2 separate regions of the Mus musculus genome follow, and region 1 is linked to region 2. A link is a contact called in public ChIA-PET data. All regions are on one chromosome and are shown on one strand. Each heading gives the region's core, a stretch centred on a gene start, on an enhancer-like site or on the middle of the called end of the contact. The rest is flanking DNA. Distances are from core to core; before and after follow the strand shown.

Region 1 (4,584 bases), core at 960-3,459, 210 kb after region 2:
AGTGTCTGGACAGCTACAGTGTACTTACATATAATGAATAAATAAATCTTTTTAAAAAAACAATATATAAAATGCATTTTTTGTTTGTTTCTTTTAAGATTTTACTTTTTTTTTTTTTTTTTTTTTTTTTTAGGTTTTTCAAACAGGGTTTCTCTGTGTAGCCCTGGCTGTCCTGGAACTCACTCTGCAGACCAGGCTGGCTTTGAACTCAGAGATCTGCCTGCCTCTGCCTCCCAAGTGCTGGGATTAAAGGCGTGTGCCACCACTGCCTGGCTAGTAATTTAAAATTTTAATTTTAAGAAACATAGGCACACACAAAACCAAAACATCAAAAATCCAACACACTAAAATTACAATTTACCAGAAACTTAATCTCCAAAAATAAAGGTATTTAGAGTTGGGACTTTGGATATGTAACTGGGATTCAACCAGGCAATGGGAGTCTCACTGTCATTTATCTGTTGAGTGACGTCTCACTACACAGCCCTGGCTGACCAGAAACTGCTATGTACACCAGGCTGGCCTTGAACTCACAGAGATCTGCCTGACTGTGCCTTCTGTGAGTTGGAATCAAGGGTGTGCGACACCACCACCTCCAGCCTTACGTTTGTCTCGCTTTGTTAAGAAAAGGAGCCTGAGCTAATAGGCTTGTCCTCAAACTTAGCCCTCACATCACAGTGAAGCAAGCAGGCTCCATGGATGTGGACTCCCCAGAGTCTAGAACTGCACCTAGAACAGGTGTCTAGTCTCTACAGATTTCCCTTGGAAGAACAGAAAACAAACTGAATCACTATTTAGCAGTGGTGAACTCTGGGACTTGGGCAGCTGAGCAGGAGACACCAGAATTCAAGACCAGCTTGTTCTACGTAGCAAATTCCAGACCAACCTCGGCTCTCGGGAACTTTTATCTCAAGAGAACACACAAAACAAAACAAACCCACAAAGTCAACTTTCTTCCTTCTTGGGATTTCCTGTGCTGTGTATTTATCAGGATCCTTCAGTAGATGTGACCTTGGTGTCATATGATGTACTTTGGGCAAAAACAGGACTGGTGAGTTGTATTGATCTAGGAAAGGATAATGGGAACATCTGGTGTTACCACCCTTCTCATGGGTTAGATCTCTCCCTTCCCACCGTATTCTGCTTTTCCTGCAAGCAGCTACAAGGTGTATATGTATTCATGTCTATGTCCCCCACTGCAGACAGGTGGCATCTTACCCTTCACACCTCCTCATGAAATGATCCTCAGCAGACAAAAATCACCTTTCCCTAGCCCGGCAGTGGTGGCACACAGCTTTAATCCCAGCACTTGGGAGGCAGAGGCAGACGGATTTCTGAGTTCAAGGACAGCCTGGTCTACAAAGTGAGTTCCAGGATAGCCAGGGCTACACACCGAAACTCTGTCTTGAAACACACGCCCCCCCCCCCCAAAAAAAAAATCAGCTTTCTCACAAGCAGGACCAGGGCCATACATGGGACCAGATGTAGGTCCAAGGCCAGGCGCAGCCCACGCATGGACCCTAGAGCATGCCAGCCACACCACATAAGCTTGTGAGTCCCTCCCACAGCTTTCCTTCGATAGTGTGCTTTGGAGACAGGACGTTTGGATCTTCTTCATCGCTCTGCCCAACTCCATGAACTAAAAAAAAATATTACTTTACATCTGAATTTTATATGTCAACCAATGAGGAAACAGGTTGTCTACCAACTTCTAGTATTAATACTTTCAAACTGCAGCTATAGGTGAGGAAAAATATCTCTCCACACATGAATTCAACCGGACTTGAACAAGACTAACTAGAAACAGGAGTGCCCCAGCCTGGGAGAGTAACTGGAAGGCTGGTGCCAAGAGGTTCTGGGTCTGTCACACCTGGTTTCAGGGTTTTGTATTCCGCCATGATGTGGAAGAGACACGGGGGGGGGGGGGGGGGGCGGCATTATAAGTACAAAGTCCTGTTCCTCCACTTGCCTAACCTGGCTTAGCTGCTGTGGAGGTGGGTGTCACTTGCACAAACGCTTTAAGTCAGGCTCAGGGGTGAAGGAAAAAACAAGACTTTGATAAATTGCAGGGAGCAGGGCCCTGTGTCTCTTCTCCCGAGGCTGGTGGCCAATTGCCCGCATTTCCTGGGTGACCAGGGAGGAGGGAGAAGAAAAACACTGTGCTGCCTCCCCTTAGTAGAACTGGAGCCCGGGCTGGGGCCTGGTGAGGAAACGAGGCTGGAACAGAAACTGGGCAGTAAGATGGGGTGAGGACAACAAAGGCTCTGTCTGCCAGAAAAATATCTGAGTGCTGGGCGCATCGGGCTACAAAGAGCTTTCTCCGGCCGGGCCAGCCGAGGGCAAGGCTGTCTGGCTGCGGCAGGCCAGGGGGCACCGCTCCCCCCACCCCACCCCCGCCCCCCAACCCCGCAAAACTCGGAGGCTCCCAACTTGGAGCCAGGCCACCAGAGGCCCAGCAGCCCCGCCCAGGCCCCGCCCCGCCGTCTCCTTGACGACCGTGACCTCAACGCCGGGGCGTTCCAGAGTCTGTTCCAGTTGCTACGCGACGGCCGGGTGACGTCAGTCCATTGAGTTTAGTTCCCCAGGCAACTGGCCGGACAGCTGCGCTGGGAACTATTTGTGTCTGTCCCTAGAGGGGCGGCGGAGCCTCCGGGGTCTGGCGCAGCTGAGGAAGCGCTCTCTGGGACTCGGGCGGGCGGTGGCCGCGACACAGAGGCCCTTTCAGGCTGCGAGGCCGGGCGGGGCGGGTCTGCGCCCCCGTGGAGCGCCCCGCCTTGGCTCCCTGCACCCTGCTTTTCTCCCGCTGCCCGGGAGGCCCCTGGGCCGCCTGGCTTTGTCCTGTTTTTAAACGCTCTCCTGCGTAAAGCCTGGAAGAAAGAGGCTTCTGTTTGTGGCATCCCAGTCCACACGTCCACCTTGGCCAGGACCCAGTATCGGTGGTGCTCAGTAGGTGCCCAGCATTGACATTCCCAGAAGGCAATTTCTACCCTTTTCAAGCTGCCAGAATCAGAACCCCTTGTCAGTTTCTGGTATTCGGCTACTGGGCAGTGCCTGAGTGAGGCGTCTTGGTGAGCAGATGGGCTAACAGAGCTTGGAAACCTTCATGGGAAAATAAAACGATGGTCCAGAAAAGATTCACCATGTACGAAATAAACCCAGTTTGGGCCACTGCGGGTGAACTACAGGTGTACCAAGTACGCGGTAAACTGAGGCAGATAGCATCAGTCAGAGGAGAAAGAATATGGTTCGAGTCTGGAGAGGAAGTGAGTATGTCAGGAGCAGAAAAACAGGCATGCAAAAATAAAGCAATGACCCAAATATGGGCGTTAAAGCCGGACAAAGCCCGTCGGTGCCAGGGGCTCTATATTCAGCGTGCCGTGACTATTGTCTCTGGTTTAGGTTACACAGTAATCCAAGCTTCTCCGAGGCTTCTCCCTACCACTGGCAGCCTTTTCATCCAGGTCCCTCACCATCTGTCTTCAGGGACCAACCATCTCCAACCTCCAACCCCCACACCCTACACCCTCCACACCCTCAGCCTCATAGGCCTAGCTCTGACTTCCAGACTGTCTGCTATTCAGTCTGCTCCAGGAGCCGTCCTACTGGTTTCTGTAAACTCCCGGCATCTTGGCTGCTTTTCAACAGCCAGTAGCTGCTGTATGACATAGACGCACGAGGTTCTGAGAGCAGGAGGTAGCTGTCTTTCACTGAGAGGCCTCTGGGCTGCCTTTCTAGGGCAGACTGATCTGCGGCTGGAACAGTTAGACTGGGGTTATCTTTTTCCCTCTAGTTGGAGCTTCACCACGATCCTGGCTTCACACACACACAAGGGCACTGTTACTCCCATGTTACACAACTTGAGGCCTACCTGGGCCCATGCCCACCCTTAACAGTGTCACCCTGACAGTTTCTCAGAGATCAGCCCTGACTCAGTATCCAGAGCTGGAGAACAGGACTATGTAATTTATGCAAAAGAAAAAAAAAATCCAAGGTTCCTTGTTCAGACAGACGATTAAGAATTTTAGGCGGGGAAAAAAAAAAGAATTTTATTCGAGCTGGGCAATGGTGGCGCATGCCTTTAATCCCAGCACTCGGGAGGCAGAGGCAGAAGGATCTCTGAGCTTGAGGCCAGCCTGGTCTACCTAGAGAGTTCCAGGATGGCTAGGGATACATAGAGAAACCTTGTCTAGGAAAAAAAAATAGTTTTAGGCAAGGTGTAATAGCATACATTTGTAGTCCCATCTCAGGAGGCTAAGATAGAGAATCATTTGAACCCAGCAAACAGAGACTTAGCAAAAATAAAAGAGGGTAGGGATTAGCCCTGGGTTCAGTCTACCGCACTGCATAAAACCAGGCATTGTGGTGACACATGCTAGTATTTCCATCCCTTGGGAGATGGAAGCAGAAGGACCAGAAATTCAAGACCATCCTTGGCTACATGTTTATGTGGTTGTAGCTTCCTAAGGCCATCGTCCTCTTTCTGATTCATCTGACTCTTCCCTCTGGTCTTCTGCACATACCCTGGGGTGGGGGTGGGAGTGGGGGTGGGAGCTCATCTTCCTCTTAGTCCGGTCCCGTCCGGCC
Region 2 (4,696 bases), core at 1,629-4,128:
TGTGGATCACATGGAACTGGAGTCAGGGATCGTTGTTAACCATCTTGCAGGTGCTGGGAATGAAACCTGTATCCCCTAGAAGAACAGCCAGTACCTTTAACCAATACAGTAAGATACCTCTCTAGCCTCAAGGGTGGAATAATTTTAAATGGGAACCATACCTTCCAGTCTAGCTAGAAGAGGAAATTAAGGTCCAGTTCCCTCCCAGTGGTCTGCACTCCAGGGCAGAGACAGTTGGGGACTCAGTCTCAGTTCTCCTCCAACATTTTCACCCACACACAACCTGCAAGATTGTTCACTCACCTGAAGTTTCTTGAGGGCATGTGTCCATAGAGCCAACTGTTAGACTTTCTCCATGAATCACGTCCGCTGATTGTCACCTGCTGTGGCCAGCTTCCTTGGCATGGGGTAGCCTATGGTTTCAACTTCCCAATACTTAGCAAAGTAACACCTGTCCCATGTCTGTCTTACTCACGGGGCTTTGTCACTATCCTGTCAAGTCCTTAAAGACGCCATTGTTCCTCAGCTAAGGCTTTTGCCCCTTTCTGTACCCTTGAATTTCTGAGTTAATGTGTCTATGCAGCACAGCTCCTGGGCTCCCAGACTATGACAGGGATGAACAGCCCAACACACTGACTCATGGCCTTCATTTCCACTCTGGTTTCCATGGCAATAGACATCAGATGGCTCAAAACAAGGTGAGGGCCCGAAGGCACCTCAGGCTCCCTAGGCATTTACAGACCATATTCATGTCTGATATCATTTCTGTAGAAACCAGGAAAGCCCAATCAATACTTTAAATGTTTTCTCTTATCTAAAGTTTTAAAGTAGTGAATGGGCTCTTCCCATTGGCACAGATATTTGGGGATAATAGTACAGTCTGTGTGTGAATTATATCATCCTAAAGTAAATTTTATTTATTCTTTGACAAGTCCATACATGTAAACAACATGATCAATCTACCCCCAGCTTACCTCCAGGTTCCGTAACATGTCCTCTTCCTTCCCACATCATGTCTGTCTGTCTGTCTGTCTTGTCTTTCTCTCCTTCCCCACTCCTCAAGTGAGTCCAGTTAAAGCTGCCTGCTGGAATGTTGGCCGACCGTGTTGGCTTGACCGTGTGCAGGTAATGGCTGTGGTGAGTTTATGAGCACCAGGGCTGCGTCGTGTGTGGAAGACATTTTACAGCCTGCCCCCTCATCCTCTGCCTCTTACAAGTCCCTCCTGCGCTTCCTCTCAGATGGTCCTTAACCTTAGTGAGGAGTGGAGGATGATGAGACGTCTGGTTTAGGGCTCACAGTCACTTACTCTAATAACTCTGACTTGAGTCTCTGCATTAGCTGCTGACCACGGCAGAGGGAAGCATCTCTGGCCAAGGTTGAAGACGGGACTGACATACATACTTGGAAGACAGTTTGACAGCAGTAGTAGGTCCCCTGCCCCTCCCCCCCTTCCCCCACTGCCTCTCGAAGGCCTGTGACCTGAAGCATGGGCTTCTGACCAGTTACTGTATCAGGCTTGAATTCCCTCCTATGCAGCAGGCCTCAGATCCTACCCAACAATATTTGATGCCCCCCATCACTTCTGTGCCACTGTTGTGTCAGCGAGCAGTCTTGCCTGACAGGTGGGTACCATAGCACACAGGGTTCTCCCTTGGGTAATAATAGTCTTAGTGACTTTGCCCCAGCAGTTTGCATGGCGCCTTCTGGCACTAGGGAAGGAAGCAAGCCAGCAAGAGGGAGTTTGGGGGTCAGTTCTAGTTTGGTTCTCTGTCTTGCAACCAAAGGGTATTGTGATTTTAGCAGTGGGGTCACACCACCGCATACTGGTGAGTTGCCAGGATCATGGCAATAGTTCATGTTTTTGAGGGCGCTCGGCACGCAGAAGTTATCCCATCAGCCAGGTTTCCATTAATAAACCATGTCTTCCAGGGTGAAGCCTTGCCCATCCATGCAAGGTTTTGAAATTGTTTTCAAACTCCTTTATTTGTTTATATATTTTATGCATATGAGGTTTTGCCTGCATCTACTTATGCATACCATATCCGTGCAGTATCAACAGAGGCCAAAAGATGGTCCCGGGAGTATAGATGATTGTGAACTCTGCATCAGAGCTAGGAACCAAACCAAGGTGCTCTGCAAGAGTCTTAAGTAGTTAACCACTGAGCACAGCTCCACCCCTTCTTTGCTGGTTGGTTGATCTCATTGTCTTATGTGTACAGGTGCTTTGTCTACATGTATGTCTGTGTACCATATGCATGAGTACACAGTGGTACAGAAGTGATGGGGGGGCATATGCATGAGGTACCCACAGAGCCTAGAAGAAGATATCATATCCCCGGGACTGAAGTAACAGATGGTTCAGAGCCACCATATATATGGGTGCTGGAAATTGAAACTGGGATCCTCTGGAAGAGCAGCCAAGCCCTGGTGAGAGCTAAACAAGCTAGGCAGGTACTCTGGGGGGAAAACAACTTAACAGAGAAACCCATAGGAACGCAGTGTCAAGGGGGATGGTGCTGTGAGGAGCAATAGAGAGGGAAGGACATGGGGAGCCATGCTGTGGGCAAGGGGAAGAATGGATGGCCAGGCATTCAGTATTCAGTAGAATACTGAAGCAGGAGAATACCAGTGGGTTGCTTTACAGTAGTAAGAGGTGGGGAAAGTGAGGAACATAGAGCCTGATTACATAGTATCTTGGGAAAAGCATCATGGGTGGCAGTTGTTGTTTAAAGGCTTATCTTTATTTTTGTGTGAATGGCTGTTTTATCTGCTTGCCTGCATATATACCACATGTATTCCTGTTGCCCCAAGGGACCAGAGAGATCGCTAGATCTCCCAGAACAGCAGTTACAGACAGTTATGAGCTGTTACGTGGGTGCTGGAAGCCAAGCCCATATTCTCCGCAAGAGCAACAAATACTCTTAACTGACGAGCCATCTCTACAGCACCGGAAATCAGCATTTATTCTGAAAGAGGAAGGAAGCTGAAAAATATCAACTTTACTGATTTACAAAGAAAGTTAAAACTGCCTGGTGAAGCCGGGCGTGGTGGCACACGCCTTTAATCCCAGCACTTGGGAGGCAGAGGCAGGCGGATTTCTGAGTTCGAGGCCAGCCTGGTCTACAAAGTGAGATCCAGGACAGCCAGGGCTACACAGAGAAACCCTGTCTTGAAAAAACAAAACAAAACTGCCTGGTGAACTTTGAAATGCATTAACTGGCTGGGCGGTGATGGCACATGCCTTCATCCCGGTACTCAGGAGGCAGACGCAAGGGAATCTCTGAGTTCAAGGCCAGTCTGGTCTATAGAGCAAGTTCCAGCCAGGGCTCCACAGAGAAATCCTGTCTCAAGGGGCTGAGCTGAGGAGCCATGGGACCAGGAATCTTGCCTCCCTGCAAGTCCAGATTGAGGAAGCCTCTGAGTGGAGCTGGCATCATGCATCATGGTCTCTGGGGCCCTCCCTGCATGCGTCCGTGTGTTAGTTTCTCTAAGTGGACCGATTACTGACTACCACAAACTAGGGCTGTGCTTTCCCAGTGTGTGCCGCATTTGCCAAGTGACCTGTGTCAGCTGTGGAGCTGTGAGTCTGTGAGTGGCTTGCCTGTCCCTGTGCTCCTCGAACTGCTCAAGAGTCTGTGACTCTTTTCTGCTTGTGACCATCTTCAGACAGGACAAGGGCCCATGACTCACTGTCTGAAAGCACTTGCAACTTCCCTTTCATTTCCTCTTCTGTCCACATCCTGGCCTAAGCCTGTCTTCACTCTGTTCTGATTCCCAACCATCTGCCTTCCCAGCCTGCCGTGCATATGGATCCCAGACCATCTTCTCAGAGGGAATGGGCCATGCAGGCATGCGATCACTTACTGCTTAACTGAAGGAACAATCTGTTTGAAAGTTTTTGATAACTTTTATTTATTTGTATAGGTATGTGTATTTTGTCTTCATGTATGTCTATGCACCATGTGTACAGTGCACATGGAGGTCAGAAGAGAATGTCATATCCCCTGGGACTGGAGTTACAGATGGCTGTGAGCCACCATGTGGGTTCTGGGAACTGAACCCAGGTCCTGAAGGAGCAGTCATTGCTCCTGACCACTGAGCCATCTCTCTTGTACCTCCGTCTGTTTTTAAGATTTATTTTTATTATTTGTAATTATGCATGTGTATAGGCACGTGCACATTATGTGGGTGCCAGTAGGGAAGTGGGCTTACAGGCAGTCATGAGCTGCCTGACATGCGTGCTGGGCATCAAACTCAGGCCCTCTGACAAAAGCTCTGGAATGTTCTTCCGTGCTCTTACCCATGCTGGTAAATGCTGAGCCATCCCTCCAGCCCCCGACAGATCATTCTAAACTTTGCAGAAAGTACAAAGGCTCATTCAGTGGACAACTGTGTTTCTGCTCTGTCCTTCTTCCCTGCTGGCCCTTGTCTCCCCAGAATTAACTGCTTCTGTAACACGGAGGTATAAACTCTGTATGATTCTGTACTTTCAAGATTTTAATTTTGTACTAAATTTATCTATTGATTATGGGGAGAGGGTGGTACATATGCCACAGCATACAAGTGGAGGTCAGGAGACAACCTGCAGGAATCACTTGTCTCATTGCACCATGTGGGTCTCAGGGATTGAACTCAGGTCTTTGGCCTTGGCGGCAAGCATCCCTACCCACTGAGCCTTCTCGCCAGCCCTTATGA

The links. ChIA-PET counts read pairs in DNA pulled down with a chosen protein or histone mark.
Region 1: a contact with region 2 is called in an RNA polymerase II ChIA-PET map of memory CD8 T cells, with 72 read pairs. The contact joins two enhancer-like sites. A contact is called at or near these places in 2 of 484 Hi-C or Micro-C datasets (CD8 T cells and cerebral cortex), 3 of 115 datasets of contacts at active chromatin or transcription factors (double positive thymocytes, memory CD8 T cells and microglia) and 3 of 9 other capture datasets (adipose tissue, liver and pancreatic islet).

Annotation. Positions count from the first base shown.
Region 1 is chr1:86,432,007-86,436,590 of GRCm38.p6, forward strand. The region is part of intron 1 of Gm32700 (a long non-coding RNA gene); the gene reads right to left. Among named protein-coding and RNA genes, the nearest start is that of Gm32700, 7.2 kb to the right of the region's middle. Within about 2 kb of position 2,210, at least 443 of the 459 cell types and tissues checked have an H3K27ac peak or open chromatin away from gene starts, as enhancers often do. A contact at or near this core is called in CD8 T cells, adipose tissue, cerebral cortex and 3 more, where this site is marked.
Region 2 is chr1:86,225,978-86,230,673 of GRCm38.p6, forward strand. All of the region lies in intron 19 of Armc9 (armadillo repeat containing 9), which reads left to right. Among named protein-coding and RNA genes, the nearest start is that of Gm46098, 28 kb to the right of the region's middle. Within about 2 kb of position 2,879, at least 126 of the 459 cell types and tissues checked have an H3K27ac peak or open chromatin away from gene starts, as enhancers often do. A contact at or near this core is called in CD8 T cells, adipose tissue, cerebral cortex and 3 more, where this site is marked.